5 separate regions of the Mus musculus genome follow, and all the other regions are linked to region 1. Evidence: chromatin contacts called from public HiChIP or PLAC-seq and promoter capture Hi-C data. All regions are on one chromosome and are shown on one strand. Each heading gives the region's core, a stretch centred on a gene start, on an enhancer-like site or on the middle of the called end of the contact. The rest is flanking DNA. Distances are from core to core; before and after follow the strand shown.

Region 1 (2,515 bases), core at 9-2,508:
ATAACAGCTCTGACTGCCAGGTCTCCTGTAAACATAAACAACTTAACAGTCCGTCAACATTAGACAAGGCCATTCTGTGGCCTTAGCTTATGGATCAAGACAAAAACAAGACCACCCCATAATCATTTGTGAACACAGATAAAACATGGACATTGTCCAAGTCCCTGAAACACAGCTACAAGACTAAACACTTGAATCTGGCTAACAGGAGAGGCTGTCAACAATTACTGGATTAGTTTTAATCTAATATAACTTCCCATAGATAAGGCTGAGGTGCCCAGTCTTATACCCCCACTTCCCGGCAGTATCTGCTCCAAAGCCCCTTCAAATCCTTTTCTACATTACCTAAGGTCTCTTACTGAGACGTCCCTGCTTCATCATGGTGTATGTTCATTTCTACTTCAGCTAGGAAAAAACCCACCTTGTTCAACTATCAGCGTGTTCCTGGGGGCTTTTGGTTCGAGGGTATTGACAGACTTGGAAGTCACAAGGAGTTAGAGGTTCTCTGAAGTCTCTAGATGCGTTTCTTCATATCATTTCTAACTCTTAGTCAATGTCTGCTGTCTTCCCACTAGAATTAAGCTGAATAAGAACAGAGGTCTCTCCGGTCATTCCCAGTGCTTAGGGCAGTACTAGTAGAAACTGAATGCTTAAAAATAAGTGTCTTCGGCCGGGCGGTGGTGGCGCACGCCTTTGAGGAGGTGGAGGCAGGCAGATTTCTGAGTTCGAGGACAGCCTGGTCTACAAAGTGAGTTCCAGGACAGCCAGGTATACAGAGAAACCCTGTCTCGGAAAAAAAAAAAAGTGTCTTCAAAATGTATAGCTTCTTTCTCATGGCTCAGCTCCTCCCAGTCAGTGTGGCAGATCTCCACACACCGCTTTCCCAGCTCAGTCTCCAAACTCTTAGATGCCCATCTTCCTTTAATTGTGTCTTCGACCTCGCGGGCCCCCTCCCACACTTCCTAGTGCAACCTGGGACCCACCTGTCTCCACCATCTGTCCCTACCAAATGCAACACACACGGAACGGCAGCGCTGCAGCCTAGACGACTAGTGGGCACCGCAGACACCCACTGCGCATGTGCGGAGATCGCTCGCTCGCACTGCAAAGATCTCCGACAAGTGAGGAGTTGCCTCGGAGTTTCCGTCCAGGTCCGTGCGGCTACGGGCTGCCAGGAAGTCAGGAACGACCAACCGGAAGAAGACCTCGCGCGCGAGGATTTCTGGGACAAGTAGTCGCGGCGCTCGCGAGGCCCTATCGCGAGCAAGCCCTAGATACTCCAGCTCTGCACGTCCGGCACTCACAGCCCTGCGCTCCCCTAGGTGCTCTCTCCGGTGGCAGAAGCCGGCAGATTGGACCAAGCGGCTTCTTGCTCCCACAAAGCTGCGCGAGCCGCCGCGGCTGCCGGGAGTTGTAGTCTTCGCTGTGCGTCCTGCGTCGGCCGAGGGTGAGGGCGGAGCTGCGGGCGGCCCGGGCGGGCTGGCAGCTAGAGTGGGTGCGAGAGCTGCCTCCACCGCCGCCGCCGCCACCGCCTCCTCCGCCCGGGCCGATCGCTGCTGAGCGGAGAGAGCGAGGCGGGGCCGCCGGGGCCGCCATGGAGCCCGACTCGGTGATTGAAGACAAGACCATCGAGCTCATGGTGAGTGCGGCCCACTGGCCTTCAGTTCTTCCGGCCGGCCGGCGGCCGGGGGGCCTGCCCACCCCGGCGTCCGCGCCAGGCCAGCCCTCGTTCCCCGCCGCCTGGGCCCGGCCGCCCCCCTGCTATGGCTCGTTGCTGACGCTTCGCGCTCTTGGGCCGGCACGGCCTCCACTCCCCGCGGCTCCCCCAACCCCCTCCTTGCCGGGCTCCGGCCAGTCTCCGGCGCCCCAGCCTCGCTCCTGCCGGAGCCACTGCTCACTCTTGCCTTGCCATCACACTCTGTTTTTAGAAGGGGATTTCTTTTTCCCTTCCCTGGATTCCTCTGGCCGGGCCTGCATCGCGCCTCCCAGCCTCGCTCAAGCTGAGGGTGATGGTGGTGGAAGGGAGTCCGAGACCAGTTGGAGCCGCTTCGGCCTCCATAACCTAGGCGCGGGGGGTGGGGTGGGGTGGGGTGGGGTGGGTGGTAGGGGTGGGTCTCAGCACCCTCGCCCCAAGCTACCGCTGTATGGATGCCAGGATAGCCCCATTGGACTGGGATGTTGGGGGTGCCTACGAGTCTGAGGCTGTTCCGGATAAGGGGCCTATTTTCCGGGCCCCTGCGGTGTCAGGCTTCTTGGACAAAGGGTTTCCTACCCTGCCGTGAAGGATGTTTGTATAGCAAGGCCCTAGGTACTCTTGAATTCCATCCCCCAGGAAAGGGAAACCATAACTTTTATCATTTGGGAAATGAGAGGGGAGGGAGAAGAGGTCGCGCTCATCACTGCCACCCTCTCTTATTTTAATAATAAAAAATGGGAGGGGGGTTTCTTGGCCCACGGATAAGCAGCGATCCCTGTACTGTTAGGAACCATTGGTAGCCAGCCTGGTCAGGTCTCC
Region 2 (2,515 bases), core at 8-2,507, 480 kb after region 1:
TGTTTTCAGGGCCCAAAGAGCACTGGCCAGGGATGTTCGAGGCTGGCACCTATAACCAGGAAAGAGGAAATACCTGCTAAGGTGTTCCATCTAAGGCAGCAGAGGTCAGAGTTGCCATGGGTGCAGAAGTAATGTCAAGTCCTGTCTTCAGGCTGGGGGTGTAGCTCAGTCCATATAGTGCCTACTTGACACGCACAGAACTCTGGGTGCATTCTCAGCACCACATGCACCAGGGGTGTTGGACATGCCCCCAGTCTCTGCGCTCGGGAGGTAGGAGGATCAGGAGCCTACGGTCCTCCTTGGCTACATAGGGAATTCCAGAGTCCCAGAATAGCCTTGGCTGGAGGAGACCATGTCTCAAAAAAATAAATAAAATAAAGTAAAATAAACCTATCTTCACAGGGGAAGGAGGAAGAGACAGTCAGGCAGAGCCTCCTTAAATGCTAGACTGAGTCTCCCTTACAAAGCCCCAAGGTTCAGTGAGACTGAGACAGGGTATCAATCCCCCTGGCATCGGTCCTACAGGAGGCTGAGAGCAAGAGCCAATCTAGGCCCTCTGTTGCTTTTGCACACCTCAGGTTCTTTATGAGCTCAGCAAGTGGGGGTCTGGAGGGTGGGGGTGGGGCATAGACGGCTGAGGGAGGACAGTGAGCTAGCTAGGGGCTAGCTAAATCTAGAGACCACTGAAGGTGAGCCAAGAAGAAGGGTCCATGGAGAGAGCAGGGTAGGGCTGTAATGGCTCATGCTTGAAGCCCTAAGTCCACATCTTGGAGATGGTGTGAGCAGCACAAAGAACCCAAACTGAGCCCTAAACTGGTCCAGGGAGGAAGAGAAGATAGATCAGTTGGAACCTGAAGCTTCCCAAGCAGGCGATGAAGGTTGGGGCAGCAATATGTGGAAAGAGCTGAGGGGTAAGCCCAGGTTGTATAGGAGAGACACACCCAGCCATCAAAGAGGGGACTCCCCACACAGTCTGGGTGAGCAGGGAGGGGCCACCGACAGCCTACCAAAAGCATGATTCCCACCCCACCCAGCACAGGGATGGGGGCCACCAAGCCTCTGTGTCCAGAAGGGTGGCCAAGGCAGCTGGGCTGGAAGGAGGGTGCAGAGGTGGAGGCAGGGGATAGGGCCCGCTTCGCTGCTGTGCCTTGAGCCAGCTGAACCGTCACCAATATTAATGACGGGAGAGAGGGCAAGGGGGCAGGAAATCGGAGCCGGCTCCCTTGGAAGCGGTGACTCAGCGGCCAGCCGGCAGGAGGCGGCGGGGGCTGCAGCCAGTGGGGACTGGGCGCTCTCCTGACCCCGCGATGGCACTCCTGGGGGTCAGGATACCGGGAAGAGCGCAGGCAGGAGGCGGCACTAGGCGGCACCGGACTTCGCGCGGGGGGCACAGAGCACAGAGGGAGCAAAGGAGAAAAGCGAGTCTCAAACTCAAAGCAGGTTGGTCTGGGAGGAGGCCCAGGCGGGCAGGAGAACAAAGCGCCTGACGCGGGGCTGGGCAGCCGCCGCAGGAAACTGCTGGCCAAGACGGGGACGGGCCAGGCCAGGGGACCAGACACCCGCCCCTGCCCGCCGTCCCAGCCGCTGAGGGACCCCCTCGCCGACCGGCCTGCGACGGCGGAAAGTGAATCACTAATTGAAACCACTCCTAGGCATCCGACGCTCTGCGGATTACTATTATTTTGCAGTTTGGGTTGGTATGGGTGTGTGGTTGGAATCTGTCCCTTCCAAACCCGGCTTTGAATCCCGCCTAGCTCTAGTATGGGACGTGGGACAAGTGCCCAGGAATGTGGCCAACCCTCAGCTTTCCCACCTGTGAAATGGGAATGGTAGTGGTGCCAACCTGTCAAAATTATCTGCAGTTATTTTTTTTTTTTGCCCAATGCCTGGGAGATAGTAGGTGCTCAATTAAAGGAAGCAGTTATTATTTATGTGACATTTCCTTGGTCCTCAACCCAGGGATAAGGGACCAAAGAGCAGAGCTAAAGGCTCAAGAAATCAAATACCACTTCAACAGGACTGACCATTCTCCCGTTATCTTGAGTATAATGGAATCAATTTTCCCAGCACAAGTTCCTAAGCAGCGGCCCATTTCCCATGCCACCTGTCCCAACTGACTTCACTCTCAGTTCAGTATAGAAGCAGAGAGAGTCCTTACAAAGAGCAGAGGGCAGAGAGATGACTTAGCAATAGAGCTACGGTGAGTGGCAAGTTCCTCTTGAACCTTTGGGAGAAACGTACTCAGTACCTTCATGAACAAGCACATGAGGATATAAAGAGATGAAAGGCAGCCTTCAGGGAGTATCCAAGCCCGGCAAGTGAGTATACATACACACAAATGCACACATATGCATGCACATGGATGCAAACACAAGCACACACATGCACACACACACATGTATGTGCACATACTAACATACACTACTGTGTCACATGCAGCTTTCTGGCCTGTTCCAAAGTAATAAAATCTTCCTGAACCGCTAGAACCGTGGGCCCAGCTGAGGGACGACTGCTT
Region 3 (2,515 bases), core at 9-2,508, 440 kb before region 1:
TTAAGTAGGATAACCATGATTGAGGGAGGGAGGGAGGGAGGGAGGGAGGGAGAGAGGGAGGGAGGGAGAGGGAGGAGAGGGAGAGAGAGAGAGAGGGAGGGAGGGAGAGAGAGAGAGAGAGAGAGAGAGAGAGAGAGACACGGTTGTTGTTCTTCCAGAGGGCCAAATTTGATTCCCAGCACTCACACGATGTTTCTCAGTGCCCAGAAGAAATACACGCCGAAAATGACCCATACACATAGGATTTTAAAAATGAGGCAAGTGATTAAAGTAGCTATCCAGGGAATGTGACGGGAGCAAAGAAAAAAGAAAAAGCCCACAGTGCTGCCTACACAGCGTCCTCATAAGAACAGTTGTTACAGGGACTGGTGGTGTAAAAGAACACGAGGACTAGAGATCAGCGCATGGCAAGGCTGCCCTTGACAGCTCCGAGGACCACAGGTCCCGCCTAGATTTGTTTTGTTTAGACAACTTCCCTCTGTAGTCCCTGCTCTCCCATACAGACCTAGCTCTCGATTCAGATCCAACTGCCTCTGCCTCCTGTGTGCTGAGATTAAAGGTGTGTGCCACCAAGCCAAAGCTTCACTTCACTTTTTATTCTATTTGTGTGTGTGTGTGTGTTGGAGTTGGAGTTGGTTTTTGTGCGGGGAGGGGGTTGGTGGGTTTTTTGGTTGGTTGGTTGGTTGGATTTTTGAGACAGGGTTTCTCTGTATAGCCCTGGCTGTTCTGGAACTCACTCTGGCCAGGCTGGCCTCGAACTCAGAGATCCGCCTGCCTCTGCCTACCAAGCGCTGGGATTAAAGGCGTGCACCATCATGCCCGGCTTCCACCTTACTTTAAAGTGGACCTTTTAGGCAATTTTTTGGAATGGAGCCCATGGCATAATCTCAAGTGACTGCGAAGCGACCTGGCTGGGGCAACAGCACGCGAGTGGCAACGGCAGGCCCCAGGCAGCAGGAGGCGCCCGCCTCCCAGCGTCACCTTGTTGGGTGATGCCGTGCACGGGGACAGGTGTCTTGCGCGAAACGATAGCAACGCTGGCCTTCCTTGACAACCAGCCCAGACCGAAGAGAAGCTCAGCAGCGGGGAACAGAATAGCTCGTAGCTCCCGCGCCGCTCGCACCACCAACGTGACCTGCTCTATCCAGCCAATAACCTGCTGTCTGCACGCTCCCAGCCTCCCGAAGACTCGCACATTTCATTGGCTACTGAAGCCACGCAGTATACCATTGGCTAAGCTATCTCGTCGGGGCGGGACACAATCACTGCGCACGCGCCTTTTGCTTATCAACCTGGAAGGCAGGGCAGGCTGGAGGAGCGCCGGAAAGCAACACTAGTCTAGTAGTAGGCAGTCCTGGAGGACCCGGAGGCTGAGGATCGGCCGGAGGTGCCGGAGGACGACGAGGATGATGAGGAGACATTGCCCCATTCCGAGGCTGTGGACGTGTTCCAAGAAGGTCTCGCCATGGTGGTGCAAGACCCGCTGCTCTGCGACCTTCCGATCCAGGTGCGAGACAGGGCTCTGGGGTGTGGATGGGCGCTGGTGGTCCCACCAGAGAAAGACGCTTCTGCGCATAAGTGGAACGCTTAGGGTGAGGAGCCCCTCTGAGCCGTGAAGTTTGAATTAAACAAACACTAAGATATGAACTCAGGATGAGTGTGACAAGTCTTTTCCTTTTGCCTGAAACTTCAGTATGCGTGACTTAGTAGTTAATGTATTCTTTAACCTTGCCAATCAAAGGTGTTTTTATTTAACGTCTGTGTGCGCACAGAACTGGGAGCCAAACTGAGAACCTTTCGAATGCTAAATAAGTGCTCTACCACTGAGTTACACAAGTTTATTTGTACTTCCCTCTGTGTTTTATTAAAACATCTCTTGTCTGGCCAGACCTTTAATCTCAGCACCCGGGATGCCGAGGCAAGGGAATCTCTGTGAGTTTGAGGCCAGCCTGATACATTGAGAGCTCCAGGCCAGCCAAGGGTCTGGAGTAGTGGGTCTCTGCCTCAAAACAAACAAAAGACATTTTGTTATCAAAGGTTTTAGGTAGCCGGTCAGTTGCACCCTGGACCTGAGGTACAGGCCTGGAGCCTCTTGATACAATACTCTCAGGATCGCCAGGCCCAGTGTTAATTGAAAATCCTAACACACAATAGGTGTCTTAGTCAGAGTTTTACTGCTGTGAACAGACAGTGTGACCAAGGCAACTCCTTTTTTTTTTTTTTCCTTTAAAGTTTATTCAATACAACCTAATCTCCAACTTCACTGAGGTGGCTGACCACGTGGACTCTTATAAGGACATTTAATTGGGGCTGGCTTACATGTTCAGAGGTTCAGTCCATTATCATCAAGGCAAGAGCATGGCAGCATCTAGGCAGGCATGGTGCAGGGGGAGCTGAGAGTTCTACATCTTCATCTGAAAGCTGCTAGCAGAATATTGGCAGCAAGGATGAGGGTCTTAAAGCCCAAGCCCATAGTGACACACCTACTCCAGCAAGCTACACCTATTGTAACTGG
Region 4 (2,515 bases), core at 8-2,507, 370 kb before region 1:
TGAGTTCAAGGCCAGCCTGGTCTACAGAGTGAGTTTCAGGACAGCCAGGACTACACAGGAAACCTGTCTCAGGGTGAGGTTGAACCTGTTTAAGACATAGACATAAAGTACAGAAGAAAATGAGCAAAAAGACCATCCGGTCTATTTCAATATATATATATATATATATATATATATATATATATATATATATATATATATCAGGGAAAAAATGGGCCATGTAGTTCCTTTTGTACTTGGAATGTGTGCTTTGCTTGTGTATAAACAGATTTGGAAAATGGTGACGATAGTTGCCCTTTAGGGGGATGAGGGAGGGGGTTCTGAGAGCTTGGTACCATCTTTATGTTTTTATAACTTAAAACCCTTTGTATTATATTAGCGAGCTTTAAAGAACACTGCCTACAGAGGCAGGCTATGCCTGATCCATGCAGCAGTGTACTGCGACTAGACAGGAGTTATGTGCTCAATAACTCCAAGAACCTTCAAGGCGGATGCTACAAAATAACAAATGAGTGTCCTGAGATTCTCTGAGGGGCTCGGGGAAAGGATGATGCTGTATTTTATTTTTTGGTGGGTACACTTTCAGAGTTTATATACAGGAGGGATGATTATCAAGATGGTGAGCAGTTATCCACAATGGGCATGGACCAGAGTTCAAGATCAACTTCAGACCTTAAAGTCGCTTATATTTTCTAAAATAACTTATAAATTCGTGTCTGTGCTTGTAAAATCTGGTGTCTTTCTGGATTTGTCTGGAGAAATGGCTGGCCTTGGGCTCATGGCAATACCCCGGCCTCCGCGTCCGGGGCGCTGGGATCCCAGATGCGCACCACTGCTGGAGCTGGCAATTCTTACGCATTTTTATTTCATGGGCTGGAGACTCAGGAGTCGTGCCGCGGCCCCTCTCCTCCTCCTCCTCCTCCGCACTGTGCACTGCGCGTGGCGGGGCGGGTGACCGCCAGGAGCCACTTACTTGTCTGGGACGCGGGGTGCTCCTGGCTCCTCTGGAAGGGGTACCTGAAGAGCAGCTTATTGCCCCTGCTGCCCGAGCTCACCAGGATCACGCTGATGGGGCTGGTATTGTCCCCCATCCTGCGGGAGCCCGGGCGTGCGCCTGAGAGGAACTCGCGTAGGGACCGCAAAAGCCGAAGGCAGGCGCCGGGCCCGCAGGGACACGGAGGAAGCCGGCACCTCGGCCTCGGCGCTCACTCTCGCGAGACTTCGCCGAGCGGCGCTCCACAGCCCCCGCGCATGCCCGGACAGGCGACTGCGCCGGCGCGACGCCTTGGCTGCACTCTAGTAGCTCGCTAGGGAAAGCTGTCTGCAGTTTAAAGTCATACACTTGATTTAACCAGAGCGTATAAACTTTAAACTGTAAGAAAGGCAGGAGCGGTGGTCTGGATTGTACTAGCCTGCTCATCACATAACAATCATGTTTTCAAACTTTACAAAGAGAGAAAATAGTCGTATTTCAACCTCCCCCTCCCCGCCCCCCAACTATTACTCAATGAGAAGGTACCATTTGAATATTTGCCAGTGTCTGAGAGTTGCACTTATGTTTGCCTTTTGATGGTTTGGATGTGTGATGTGAAAGGAATGACTTTAACTCATTTTGCAAGCCTTTATCCCAGTCATGTGTGATTTGAGTGTTGTGTGAGGTCAGGAGTAGGAAGGGGCTGGGAGGGAAGCAGACAGAGAGATGGAACCAGGTGCCTGGGATGGGTCGTGGGACCTTCCCACGGAACCAGCGGGAGTGCATAGGGACCGGGGCACTTGAGCCAGGCAGGACTGTGGTCCAGGTTTTCCCTCTTACTCCCCCGGGCCATTCTGCCACTTGATTAGCCAGAGCCTTGGGACCCCAGTGGTTGCCTCTGAGATAGGAAGACCTAAACCAAGGAGCCCAGAGTTTCCCCAACTATGATCTCTGGACCCATTTTTTGCCAGCAACCTTCACAGGAGTATTCACAGTATAATTTTCTATGTAATTAATAGTGACAGCCAGGCTCAGTGGTGGAGACCTGTATTTCCAGCTACTAGGGAGACTAGGGTAGCAGGATAGGAAGTTAAAGCCAGGCAGGGCAACTCATTGAGGCCTTCTCAAAAAGGGAAAGAGATGTTGCTTGCTAGTGAGCACTTGACATTATATACGAGGCCCTGGGTTCAATCTTTTCTACCGTCACTAGCTCTGAAATGGACGTGGTAATAATGCTGCGTGTGGGGGAAATGATGAGATCCCAGTCTACAGAAGTCCACTGTACTCCCCTCTGAGGCTGCCTTACCCAATACTGACAGCACTGGATAGGAGAACCCAGGACTAACTAACCTGGGATGCATCACCTCAACTCCCAAGGTGTCCACATCATTGTGAAGAAATACCATCAGCTATTCCAGAAATCAAAACGTAGGTCACACCGTGGACTCCACTGGGGACCCCAGTTTCCCCGCCAGAAGCTGGATTTGAGCTGTTGTGAAGGAGCAGAGCCAGCCTGAGCTCTGCAGGCCATACCTTCCGACT
Region 5 (2,515 bases), core at 5-2,504, 300 kb after region 1:
GTCATGGACTCTGGGGTTCATGCAGTCTGAGATGGGTCCTGGGAATTTCCTTGGTAAACTAACATCCCAGTGGGCCATATGTTCTATTGAGAACCCCTAGAAAACCGTTCTGTATAAGAAAGACATTTGGCTCTTTCACAGAGAGAGAAAGTGGGGTTCAGTAAGGTAAAAGGAGCTCCCCCAAGACACAGAGGTGTAATTAGCCAGGCTGGGATTTGACACAGGCTTCCCCTGGTTCTAACATCTTATGAAGGAACCACATTTGGAGATGTTTTCCCTCGGAGGGCAGCTTCCACCTGCGGCAAACCTTCCTGGCTCTCCTGTGGCCTGTCACCTCTCACATGTCATGCTCTACCCAAAGAGAACATGGCGAGCTGAGGTGTGACTCACTGAGCACATGTATGAGACCCTGGGCTTTGTGCTCAGTGCTACATAGAATAGCACGTGTCAGCAGAAGGTATGTGGAACAAGAGAGGTTTGGGGCTCCATCAATGATGCTCGGGTACCACACCACTGAGCAGCTAGCTATTCAGCCTCCCCAAGCCTTGGTTGTCTTGTCCTGGGGTCTGAATGTCTTCCATTGACCAGCCTGCTTTCCTCTGCCTGACTCACCGATACCCTCGTCTCCAATGGGACAAAAGGAGAACAACAGCTGACGACAGAGGGGACCCAGGTCAGAGTATCACCCCCACTTCATCAATGAGGCAGTGACTCAGTATTCCAAGGGCGCAGCAACTGTCCATTGCCTCTGCCTGATATCTCTGCATCCCAGGGTTTGCGCACACCCCCCCCCCCCCCCCCCCCCCGCCACTGCCCGGCACGTGGCTGTCCTTGAAGGAAATAGCCTTCCCTGTTGCTAACTCCTCACTGACAGTCTTATCTTCAGGAAACCCTCTGGGCCCTGATTGTAACATTCACTTTCCTCGTCTACAGCAAGGGTACTCCATCTTATATTAACAAAATATGGTGTGGAGCCAACCCTGGCCCACAGCCTATTTGTATAAATAAAGCTTTATTGGAATGCAGTCTTGTCCATTCATTTATGTTTAGTCTGTGGCTGCTTTCATGTACAATGGTAGATTGAAATAGCCGCTCCAGGGACCATTTGGCCTTCGAGCCTAAACTTTTGATGGCCCAGCCTTTCACAGGAAGCTTGCCAAGCCTTGAGCTCTATTTTGGGGTAAGATAGTTGGTGACAAACCCTTGATACTAGGCCTGGCACACAGGAAACTGTCAATCAGGCCTGGCTCTTCTTGCCTGAGTTCAGTGGCAGCCATGTGTATTATCTGAGCCAGGGAAAATGGGAGCTGGAGTGTAGGCTGAGGGGGAGGGCAACCATCTGTTTCATAGGATGCTGGGTCACAAAAATCCTCTATACAGCAAGGTTCCCAGGTGGCTCTCTACTTCCTGAGCAGGAATCTGCTCTTCTCATTCTTCTTCTTGGACCCCTAGCTGCAAGTTCCAGTGGGGCCAGCATCCATAAATGTTTGCTGTTGGATGAATAAACCTAATTAACCACCCATTGGTCGGGGTGGAACTTCACAGAGACTCAGCTTTTTATGCAAATCAGACTCCATTCCAGGATGCTGCAGCTGCAGCTTTCTTTCCAGCAAGGCTTTCTGCAATCCAATCTCTGCTCCTAGTTAGTATTGCTGCCTCCATTTTCTCTCTCTGACCTTCTACCTTCAGACTCACCTGCTTCCAGCTGCCTCTGCTTCTTCGCCTCCGAAGTCACCTTTCCAATTCTTGAGTATCATCTGGCTTCTCTCGTTCTAGGAAGCTGCCTATAGCTCCAGTTACCTACCTGCATCTTCCACTTGGTAGCCAGAGCGCCAGAGCGCATGCCCTGTGTAACCCCAGCAGTCCATCCTGCTCCATCTTTCCTTTCAGCTCTCCCTTACAATGTTCCAGCACACCACCGTCTGGTCTTTCTGGGATCCCTAGCAACATCTTTGTGGCTCCCAACCCCCCCCCCCCTGCCCAAAGCACTCACCTCCGTATACCCCCCTCCCCCCACTGCTCTCTGGGCTTTACCTTCCCAGGGAGCAGAATCACACTCCTCCAAAGCTGTTTCTCTTGGATTTCCCAAAACATTACACTGTTGTCTTGAAAAAACTTGATTTTGTCTGCTTGGCTATTGCCTTCCCATGCTGGACCATAGATGTGGACGTCTAGATGAGGGTTCAGCCCTGGATTCAGAGAACAGCAGGTACTTAAGCTGTGGAGGCTCCTGCCTCTGTCAACTCAGGACCTTTCTGCCTCTTTGCCCTTTGGCATCCTGCCGGGCACACACTTGGTCCTCGAGAAAGATGGATCCAACATTCATGAATTCAACCCACATCTGATCAACACTACTCAGAGAAAAGCTGTGCTTGCTCTGAACCTGTAGAAACCCTTTTCTCCTCCAGCTATTCAACAGTGTCGAATAGCATTGTATTAAACCTGTAAGCAACCCAAAAGGTTGCAAGTCTACAGAAGCTGTGTGTAAGTGCCCGGCAAGGGCTACACAAGGGAC

What was found. Promoter capture Hi-C pulls out the DNA fragments that hold promoters and counts their contacts. HiChIP or PLAC-seq counts read pairs in DNA pulled down with a chosen protein or histone mark. Capture Hi-C pulls out chosen DNA fragments and counts their contacts.
Region 2: an H3K27ac HiChIP or PLAC-seq map of cardiomyocytes shows a contact between it and region 1, with 3 times the contacts expected there. The contact joins the enhancer-like site here to the promoter of Fbxw11 in region 1. A contact is called at or near these places in 2 of 39 promoter capture datasets (the C10 cell line and cranial neural crest) and 15 of 115 datasets of contacts at active chromatin or transcription factors (astrocytes, cardiomyocytes, craniofacial prominence and 11 more).
Region 3: a promoter capture Hi-C map of hematopoietic stem and progenitor cells shows a contact between it and region 1. The contact joins the promoter of Snrnp25 here to the promoter of Fbxw11 in region 1. A contact is called at or near these places in 13 of 39 promoter capture datasets (the 3T3-L1 cell line, the C10 cell line, the HPC-7 cell line and 9 more), 4 of 484 Hi-C or Micro-C datasets (B cells, CD4 T cells, embryonic stem cells and 1 more) and 5 of 115 datasets of contacts at active chromatin or transcription factors (embryonic limb bud and embryonic stem cells).
Region 4: a contact with region 1 is called in a promoter capture Hi-C map of adipose tissue. The contact joins the promoter of Nprl3 here to the promoter of Fbxw11 in region 1. A contact is called at or near these places in 11 of 39 promoter capture datasets (the 3T3-L1 cell line, embryonic stem cells, frontonasal cranial neural crest and 6 more), 2 of 484 Hi-C or Micro-C datasets (both in embryonic stem cells), 2 of 115 datasets of contacts at active chromatin or transcription factors (embryonic stem cells and large pre-B cells) and 1 of 9 other capture datasets (adipose tissue).
Region 5: a contact with region 1 is called in a promoter capture Hi-C map of hippocampal neurons, with 2.8 times the contacts expected there. The contact joins the enhancer-like site here to the promoter of Fbxw11 in region 1. A contact is called at or near these places in 1 of 39 promoter capture datasets (hippocampal neurons), 2 of 484 Hi-C or Micro-C datasets (cerebellum and uterus) and 1 of 115 datasets of contacts at active chromatin or transcription factors (the NIH/3T3 cell line).

Annotation. Positions count from the first base shown.
Region 1 is chr11:32,641,297-32,643,811 of GRCm38.p6, forward strand. Fbxw11 (F-box and WD-40 domain protein 11) reads left to right here and starts at 1,259. Exons shown (of 13, transcript NM_001271347.1): 1 at 1,259-1,639. The coding sequence starts at 1,595.
Region 2 is chr11:33,121,669-33,124,183 of GRCm38.p6, forward strand. The region is part of intron 4 of Fgf18 (fibroblast growth factor 18); the gene reads right to left. Among named protein-coding and RNA genes, the nearest start is that of Fgf18, 24 kb to the right of the region's middle. Within about 2 kb of position 1,258, at least 50 of the 459 cell types and tissues checked have an H3K27ac peak or open chromatin away from gene starts, as enhancers often do. A contact at or near this core is called in pancreatic cancer cells, where this site is marked.
Region 3 is chr11:32,204,157-32,206,671 of GRCm38.p6, forward strand. Snrnp25 (small nuclear ribonucleoprotein 25 (U11/U12)) reads left to right here and starts at 1,259. Exons shown (of 5, transcript NM_030093.3): 1 at 1,259-1,507. The coding sequence starts at 1,466. It also overlaps a transcript of Il9r not described here.
Region 4 is chr11:32,266,450-32,268,964 of GRCm38.p6, forward strand. Nprl3 (nitrogen permease regulator-like 3) reads right to left here and starts at 1,258. Exons shown (of 13, transcript NM_181569.3): 1 at 974-1,258. The coding sequence starts at 1,091. RefSeq lists enhancers at 2,334-2,515, 2,497-2,515.
Region 5 is chr11:32,940,272-32,942,786 of GRCm38.p6, forward strand. No RefSeq gene overlaps it. Among named protein-coding and RNA genes, the nearest start is that of Gm12111, 15 kb to the left of the region's middle. Within about 2 kb of position 1,255, at least 24 of the 459 cell types and tissues checked have an H3K27ac peak or open chromatin away from gene starts, as enhancers often do. A contact at or near this core is called in hippocampal neurons, where this site is marked.